Regions from separate parts of the Triticum aestivum genome. Here region 1 is linked to region 2. The links are chromatin contacts, called in public Hi-C maps. All regions are on one chromosome and are shown on one strand. Each heading gives the region's core, a stretch centred on a gene start, on an enhancer-like site or on the middle of the called end of the contact. The rest is flanking DNA. Distances are from core to core; before and after follow the strand shown. Region 1 has its middle 7.4 kb from the start of LOC123110783. Region 2 has its middle 3.5 kb from the start of LOC123115832.

The links. Hi-C and Micro-C count contacts between places; a contact is called where the count stands out from the background.
Region 1: a Hi-C map of leaf shows a contact between it and region 2, with 4 times the contacts expected there. The contact joins two enhancer-like sites. A contact is called at or near these places in 2 of 5 Hi-C or Micro-C datasets (both in leaf).

The regions. Positions count from the first base shown.
Region 1 is chr5B:129,661,960-129,666,639 of IWGSC CS RefSeq v2.1, reverse strand. No RefSeq gene overlaps it. Among protein-coding and RNA genes, the nearest start is that of LOC123110783, 7.4 kb to the left of the region's middle. Within about 2 kb of position 1,914, at least 4 of the 8 cell types and tissues checked have an H3K27ac peak or open chromatin away from gene starts, as enhancers often do. A contact at or near this core is called in leaf, where this site is marked.
Region 2 is chr5B:129,014,927-129,019,106 of IWGSC CS RefSeq v2.1, reverse strand. No RefSeq gene overlaps it. Among protein-coding and RNA genes, the nearest start is that of LOC123115832, 3.5 kb to the left of the region's middle. Within about 2 kb of position 2,191, at least 4 of the 8 cell types and tissues checked have an H3K27ac peak or open chromatin away from gene starts, as enhancers often do. A contact at or near this core is called in leaf, where this site is marked.

The DNA of each region.
Region 1 (4,680 bases), core at 665-3,164, 650 kb before region 2:
GCCGAGGCTTAGCAAACAGGGAGCTCCTGTTTGGTGCCTTAAGCGCCCGAACAGCTCCCTAATGCAAGGACACGTCTAGTGAGCCGGCCCAGAAAACCTTCGCTTGATCGCATCTCAGCGAACCACTCGTAAGAGCAACTAGTTGACGAGCGCTTCTTCAGGAGCCTCACAACGATCACTTCTGGGGTGGGCTAAGGGCACGTCACTTGGCGCGCTCTCAGCCGTCGTCACGTGTCATGCTTTGGACGCTCCCTTCAGATTATTTAATTATTTATTTTTCGCACGCGTTTTCGGCTTTTTAAGCATTTTTTATATTTTTTTAACTTTTTAGATTTTCACCGATCTTCCTGAACTTTTGCACAAAAAAATTTGCGTGAAAAAGCGCATTTCTTTTGCTTCCGCGTGAGCCAAGGTTTTGCTTTCGCGAGAAGCACTGCCGTGCCTCTCGGAAATGAAAAAATCCCCGCATTTTTCTGTTTTTTCCTTTCACGAGAGATAAGGTTTTGCTTTCGTGAGAGGCACGGGTGTCCTTTCACAAGAGGCACGGCCGTGCCTCTCGAAAATGAAAAAAAAATACTTTCTGTTTTTTCCTTCCGCGAGAGACACGATTTTGCTTTCGCGAGAGGCACAGTTGTGCTTTCGCAAGAGGCATCCTCTCGAAAACGAAAAGAAAACAATCTTTTATATTTTTCCCTTCCGCGAGAGGCACGGTTTTGTTTCCACGAGATGAACGGTTGTACTTTTGCTAGAAGCACGGCCGTTCCTCTCGGAAACGAAAAAAACCTGTTGTCTATTTTTTTGCTTCCGCGAGAGGCACGCCCGTGCCTCTTTCGGAAAGGATCCCGATTCGGTTTTTTTGTCCGGGTTTTTTCGTAAAAAAAAGTCCGTCAAAACCTATAACATGGGATCTAGTATTGAAGATCTCGACGCAAGGAGTCCACCGGTGAAAACGCTTCGAAATTTGGAAGCACGGTTTAAGAGATAAAACATTTTGAATAAACGAAACTACAAAAAAAAGAAAAACTCCTAGATGGCGCACATGCATCGCGCCACTTGCGACAACCCGAGGAGGTGGGAGTGATGTTTGCAAGGAGTACTCCTCAATTAGTGATTTCGACCACTCCTCCGACCGTGATTGCCTAAAATAAAACTCATTCGATCGTGAATTCTGAAAAAGAAAACGTCGTTCGGTCGTGGAAACTTATACGTCTACCCCTAGAAAAAACTTATACGTCAATTTCAAGAGTTCACACAAAATAAATTATACATCTACCCCTCAAAAGGCTATCATCAATTTTGATACAAAAAAGTTCACAATTTTGAAAAAAAGTTCATTACCTTTGGAAAAAAAGTTCAAGGATTATCAAAAACATTTATTAATCAGTAAAAAAGTTCATTGAATTTCAAAAAAATCAAATTTAAAAAAACGTTAATCAATTTTTTTTAAAATGTAATTGAAAAATCAGTGAATTTAGAAAAGGTTGACCCAATTTGAAAAACTGATCATTTGAATTTGGAAAAGAAATCCATTGAATTTGAAAAAAAATCATCAACTTTGAAAGAACTATCAATTTGAAACAAGTTTACGCATTTAAAGAAAATAAAAAAAAGCAGGAAAACAAAAAAAGAAAAAATAAAAAACATAGAAGGCATTTCCTGAAAAATATAAGAACGGAAGTAGATACGCACCAACGAGTAGGTGGCCTAGTGATTAGTGCAGTATCCGCGCTGCTGTCAAAAAAAAAAATAGTGCAGTATCCGCGCAGCGATGAGATCCCGATTCCAAACCTAGTCTCTCACACACATCTGCACCTTTTATTTTTCAAAACACGATACAGCATAAAAAGGCCGGCCCAATGCTGACAGGGGGTGTGCACCCGTAGGCGCCAAACCCTATCGGCGCCCGTTGCGCCCGATTCTTCGGTTTGCGCAAACGGGTGCATACTCCGGCGCGGCGCTGGGCCGGCCCATCTGACGTGCTTCTATTGTGTCTTAATCGGCAAAAAAGGGGCACTACCAGGGAATATCCTAATTGCCGCTCGTTGCGTCAAACTGCCGGCGCTTCGCACATGCAAGCGTCCGAGCAGCCACGCAACGGGCCGGCCCGTTTAACTGTTCGAACGTCACCTATTTTGGGAACCTAAGGTTCCCTGCTGGTTTTTTCTGGTTTTGGGAAACTTCTAGATGGTTCTTTGAATCGGTTTTTTTTTGGTCCGTTTTTCTAATTTTTTTCTTTTCTTTTCCCTTATTTTCCTTTTTCTAGTTTTTCCTTTTGTTTCTTTATTCTGTTTCTTTATTTTTCCTTTTTCTGTTTTTTCTTTCTATTTTGTTTTTTATTAATTTAAAATTTGAGCACAATTCAAAAAAAATTCACGGATCCAAAGTTTGTGCATAATTTAAAAAATGTTCACGGTTTCAAAAAAAATTCACAATTCAAAAACAAATTACGGTTTTAATATTTGTTAACAATTTGAAAAATGTTCACAATTATATAATTTTGTTCACGAATTTTGGAATTGCACCATATTTCAAAATTTGTTTACAATTCAAAAAATGGTCGCAGTTTAACGAAAAATGTTCACAATTTTATAATTTGTTCACGAATTTGAAATTTGTTTATGTTCCAAAATTTGTACATAATTCAAAAATGTTCATGGTTTTCAAAATTTGTTCGCTGATTCGAAAAATGTTCACAATTATTGTTCATGAATTTGAAATTTATTCATGTGTTAAAATTTGTTCACAGTATAAAAGAAATATGGTTTCAAAATTTGTTCGGAATTCGAAAAATGTTCACAATTTTAAAATTTTGTTCAAGAATTTGAAATTTGTTCATGTTTAAAATTTGTTTGCAATTTGAAAAATGTTCACAGTTTCAAAATTTGTTCATATATTCGAAAAATGTTCGCATTTTTCGAATTTTGTTCATGAATTCGAAATTATTTCATGTTCCAAAACTTGATCACAATTCAAAAATGTTTACAGTTTTCAAAATTTGTTCGTACATTCGAAAAATGTTCATAATTTATAAAAAAATTCACAAATTTGAATTTTCTTCATGTTTTAAAAGTTGTTCAGAATTAGAAAAACAATTACGGTTTCAAAATTTGTTCAGAATTTTAAAAATGTACATAATTTTATAATTTTGTACACAAATTTGAAATATGTTCATGTTTCAAAATTTGTTCACAATTCAAAAAATGTTCGCAGTTTAAAAAAATTTGTGGATTAAAAAATGTTCGCATTTTTATAATTTTGTTCACAAATTTTCAATTTATTCATGTTTCAAAATTTGTTCACCATTTGAAAAATGTTTAGTGTTTCAAAATTTGTTCACAATTCGGAAAATATCCTCAATTTTTCACGAATTTGAAATTTGTTCATCTTTCAAAATTTGTTCACAATTTGAAAAATGTTTGCAGTTTCAATTTTTTTTTCACAATTCAAAAAATGTGCGGTTTCAAAATTTATTCACATTTTGAAAAGTGTGAACGGTTTCATCAATTTGTTCAAACGAAAAGGAAACAAAAAATAAATTTGTTTGCATTTTCACAAAACTGTTCGTAATTTCTAGAAAAGTTCTCCTATTCAATTTTTTGCTTTTGCCCATAAATACAATTATTTTACCAAATAAAGTTCATGGTTCAAAAATTCATGTTCAAAATTTTAGAAAAAGATCAGATCTGCAACGGTTTATGGTTTGTGTTTTTTAAGTTTTATAGCTAGGGTCTTTAACATTCGCGATGGCAAGTTAACACCCGCGGTAGCCGGTTGAGGTGGCTAGCGCAAGGTGCACGTTACCGAGAGGTTGTGTGTTCGACTCGTATTGTTGGAGCATTTTCATTTTTGTGATTTTCCACCCCTACAGCAAATGGGCCGGCCCAGGTGAGCTGGCTCTGTGCGAAAGGGCGACTACTCGCCGCAAAATGCGGCGTATAGGAGTTCCCCACTACCAGGATTCAAACTCGTCAACAACCGCCAATGTAACCACCAGGATACCAGGCGGGATCTGTTTCCCAATAATTTTTTCCTTTAATTATTCGTCCTTCTTCCTTTTTAAATTTTCGTTTTTTCCCTCATCTTGGTCCGATTAATTGGTTCGCAAATACATGAACGTTTTCTTCAAATCGATGAACTATTTTCATAATCCATATACATTTTTTGAATTTCGATGAACTTTTTTTCAAATTTGATGAACCTTTTTTGAATTTCGATGAACTTTTCCAATGGTCGATGAACTTTTTTCAGATTTGATGATTTTTTTTTCAATTTCTATGAACTTATTTCAAATCGATGGACTTCTTTTAAAATCGGTGAACCTTTTTTCAAAATTAGATGAACTTGTTTCAAATCCGTGAACTTTTTTCTCAAGATTTGGGAATCATTTTTCATAATGAATTAACTGAGAGCGCCGGTTAGGAGCTCTTCCCGTAGGCATCTATTTGCAGAAACAGTAAGAATGGTCACCTACAGCTTTAAAGGCCGGCCCAATGGTACGTGCCCATTTGCAGAAACTGTAAGGACAGTCACTTACAATGCCAAATAACGAAATCACTAGTTAAGGAGTACTCCTTGCGGAGATCACTCCAACTTCCCCAGGTTGTGACAAATGACGCGCTGCATGTGCGTCATTTGTCGCAACCTGGAAGTTTTTCCTTTTTTCGTAGATCCGTTTATTCA
Region 2 (4,180 bases), core at 942-3,441:
TCATGTGCTCTGCAACTCTTGTCACAATCATGTACAGAGGATTAGTTCATTTTAACTAGCAGGGATTCAAGTTGCTCTACTGTGGCACACATTGTCAATTAGTTAAGCGAGATCAAAATAGAAGTGCAGATTTGGTGGCAAAACATTCTTTAGGGGAGCAGTTAACCGGTTTGTTGTTACAAGGTGCTCTGGTTTTTGTAGCAGACCAAATGGCTGCAGATTGTACTTCTAATCGTGATTTTTTATTAATGTGAGATTTAAGCGCAATAGTTCGCATAACTTGGGAGGCAATCCTGAAAAGGAGGAGAGCACTTGAAATAGGCTTAGTGAAGAGAATTTGAGATGGCACGACCAAACATATTTGGGTTGACCACTGAATACTTGATGTCCTTGCGAGTTTCAAGGGTGAGGAAGGTGAGAGAACTGTTTTCTGCTGACAGTAGGTGGTGGAATGAGGACACTCTCCAAGAGAACTTCTTAACACCAGACATCTAGGTGATAAAGAAGACCCCTCTTGGAAAATTGGACCAGGATATGTGAGTGTGATCCAGAATTTTATGCCTGGCAGGGCTAACTTGCACCTCCATCCCATGCCCCTTTGATTACATTTTCAATTCAATATGCAAATAAGTTGGATGCTTGGATGCCTATGGTGAGTGAACTATAATAGCTTGAGTTAACTGAACTGCAACAAAGAATGGTTTTAGTCTTTCGGTTAAGCTGACTAACTGTTTCAAAATTCTGAACTATTTGATATGAATGTTATGTCTCCACTATGTAATTCTCTGTACAACCCATTTAACTCTGCAACAGCCACTAAAATATATCCACGACCAGAATTATGGAACCGGGGGGGGGGGGGGGGGGGGGGAGTACAACATTGCATAACCTTCTGGTTTTCCTGAGGTACTGCTCAGTAGTTTTTTTACCTCATACATAGATAGAACAAGAGTCACAAGAGCTGATTTTGTGCACCTAGCCTCAGGCGCACCCACTGGATTGGGGGGGGGTTGGGGGGGGGGGGGAGTACAACATTGCATAACCTTCTGGTTTTCCTGAGGTACTGCTCAGTAGTTTTTTTACCTCATACATAGATAGAACAAGAGTCACAAGAGCTGATTTTGTGCACCTAGCCTCAGGCGCACCCACTGGATTAAGAATCTGAAATGTGGAACTTTCAAAAGTTCCAAAAACAAATCTGCATATATAACATATTATTGGACCGATGAATGTAAAAATTATGAAATATAACACAAATCCATGGTTATATGTTTGAAATTAGAAGTCTGTGGATGGGGATGGAAGGAAAGGATTGCGAGTCTGATGTGCCATCGACAGTGGCGGGCATTAATTGGGGAGGCGGAGATAGCAGCATGACGTGCATGATGTTTGATTAGACTTTGGTTACTTGGTGATGCTTTTAGTTTGCTAGAACTTTTTAGCCTGAAAGAAAGCAAAATGCATATACACGGGGATCAGGAATCCATTAAGTTATCTTAGTATCTCTTTCTGGTTTGAGATTAGTATCGTTTTTTCTTATGCATTTAATTTGCTGCGCAGGTGTCTTACATAAGATGCTATAAGGATTACATAACTTTCTTTACCGATCACAACGCTGACGGTGGTAGGACATGCTTTCTAACTGCCATTCCAACAAGCCAGCAAAGACGGATGAGAATCAACAATCAAAGATGATAGAGGCGCATGAAATCCAAAAAAAGGAGGGAGAGAGCCAATGGAGGGCCGGGGGAGCGAGATCCGGTGTCAAGATACAGAAAAGAGGCCGGAGAGAGCTCCATGGTCCGGGGTGGTGGAACAGGGGGATCCGGGTCCGGGGTGGTGGAACAGGGGGATCCGGGTGGTGCAGAGATACGGCGGCGTCGCGGGGGGGGGGGGGGGGGGGGGGGGGGGGGGGGAGGGGATCCCGGCGGCGCCATGGTCTGGGGTGGAGCGGGGGAGGGAGGGGGGATCTCGGCGGTGAGAGATCCGGCGGCGTCGTGGGCGGAGGGAATCCGGACGGCGGTTGGCGCAGCGGCGGCGGTGGAGTGTCCATGCCCTGGTCCAGGGAAAGGACGAGGTCGAGATGTGGATAAACATGCGAAAGAGAGCTGCGAGTACGACCGACGGGGCAAGGCTGGAGGAACTAGCGACGAGGTCGGGATGTGGATAAACATGCGAAAGAGAGCTGCGAGGTACGACCGACGGGGCAAGGCTGGAGGAGCTAGCGACGCGGCTTCTAGACCACACGCGTGTTGCTAGCTAGCGTACACGCATGTTGTTGGTTTTTTTTCATGGAGCGTGCACACATCGTTGAACAGGTTCTTTTTCTGTTTTTAATAGTTTTGACTTATTTTTTGAGAGTAATTTGTTTGGATCCTTCACGCATATCGATAAAAATCTTCGAGTCCATAACGCGAACGTGTTAGTACATGTCTTTGTTGTCCGAACTATGCATATATTGGGTTTTTGTTTTAAGGTTGAATTTGACTCATCTCGAAAAAAAAGTTAAATTTGACTCTCTTTATGTCAATCATGAACTCATACTGACTGACTACTAGGATGCGGAAACTGAAAGGGATAGAAAGAACAAGTAGTAGGTAATGTCGGACTACCATATATACACACATCATGACACACACAGAAATATAAAATATATTGTCTCCAGATGATATTGATCTCAGTAGTCAATATCAAAATACAACGCATGAGTATGTGGTTTTTTTTTTCTTCCGGTGCAACGCACGGGCAGTTTTCCTAGTAAAAATAAAGCAAAAAACTAGAACAGAAAACAGAAAAAAAAACAGACCGTGGCCTCCCGTGCAGCTATGCCGGCCCATCTGGGGCTCCACCTAACGCGAGGCTTTCGCTATCTCTAACGGAAGACCCTATTTGACGCGCGCTGCGTCAAACTGTCGGCGGTTCGCACAGGCGAAGCGACCGAGCGACGCGATGGGCCGGCCCATTATGCGTATGCAGTTCCTGTCCTATCGTCCGGTTTTGGGAACCTTCTAGAAGTTTCCCTGAACTGGTTTATTTTCTTTTACCGGTTTTCCTTTTAATTTCTGTTTTTCTTTTTATCCGTTTTCCTTTTTGTCATTTTTCTGTTTCTTTTTCTTCTTTCTATTTACTTTTTTCTTTATCCTTTTTTGTTTTCTTTCTTATTTCGAGTTCCTTTTTTCTTTCTTCACTTTTATCATATTTTTGAAAAATGTTTCAAAAACTAATTTTTTTAAAATTTTTAAAAACTTTCGTGAGTTCAAATTTTGGTCATAAATTCAGAAAATGTTCCATTTTTTAAAATATTGTTCTATTTTCAAAAAAGTTCCCGTTTTAAAGAAATTGTTTGCAAAATTTAAAAAATGTGCATGTTTTCATTTTTTTGAGGGCTTTGCATGTTTTCATTTTTTAGGGGTTTCGAAATTGTTCAGTTTCAAAGTTTTGTTCACAAATTTCAAAAAAAAATGTTCGGGTGGTTCAAAACAAGTTCCCATTTTAAACAAATTGTTCAAACATTTCAAAAAATGTGCACAGGTTCATTTTTGAGTTTCAAATTTTTGTTCACAAATTTCAAAAAAAAATGTTCGGGTGGTTCAAAACAAGTTCCCATTTTAAACAAATTGTTCATAAATTTCAAAAAATGTGCACAGGTTCATTTTTGAGTTTCAAATTTTTGTTCACAAATTTCAAAAAATGTTCGGGTGGTTCAAAACATGTTCCCGTTTTCAAAAATTGTTCGCAAATTTTAGAAATGTGCACATTTTCATTTTTTCAGGAGTTTCGAAATTGTCAAGTTTCAATTATTTGTTCACCAATTTCAAAAAATGTTCTTGGTTTCACATTTTTCAAAATATGTTCATGTTTTCAAATTTTGTCTTGGAATTTCAAAACATGTTCCATATTTTAAAATATATTTCAGTTTTAATATTTTATTCACAACTTAGCAATTTGTTTGTGTTCACAGATCCCTTTGTTTTTTTCAATAAAAAATGCTTTTGAAATTCAAGATATTATGTGGATCTGCGCTGCGGTTGGTTCTTTAAGCTTGGCACTGCTGTATAATCAGTAAAGAATGCTAGTTCAACTGGTAGAACCACGTGAGGTTTTGGTTTCGAATTCCCGTGACGACGGCATTTTTTTAGCTACAGCGTACTGTCGGTCGTTACACTCATGGGCCGGCCCA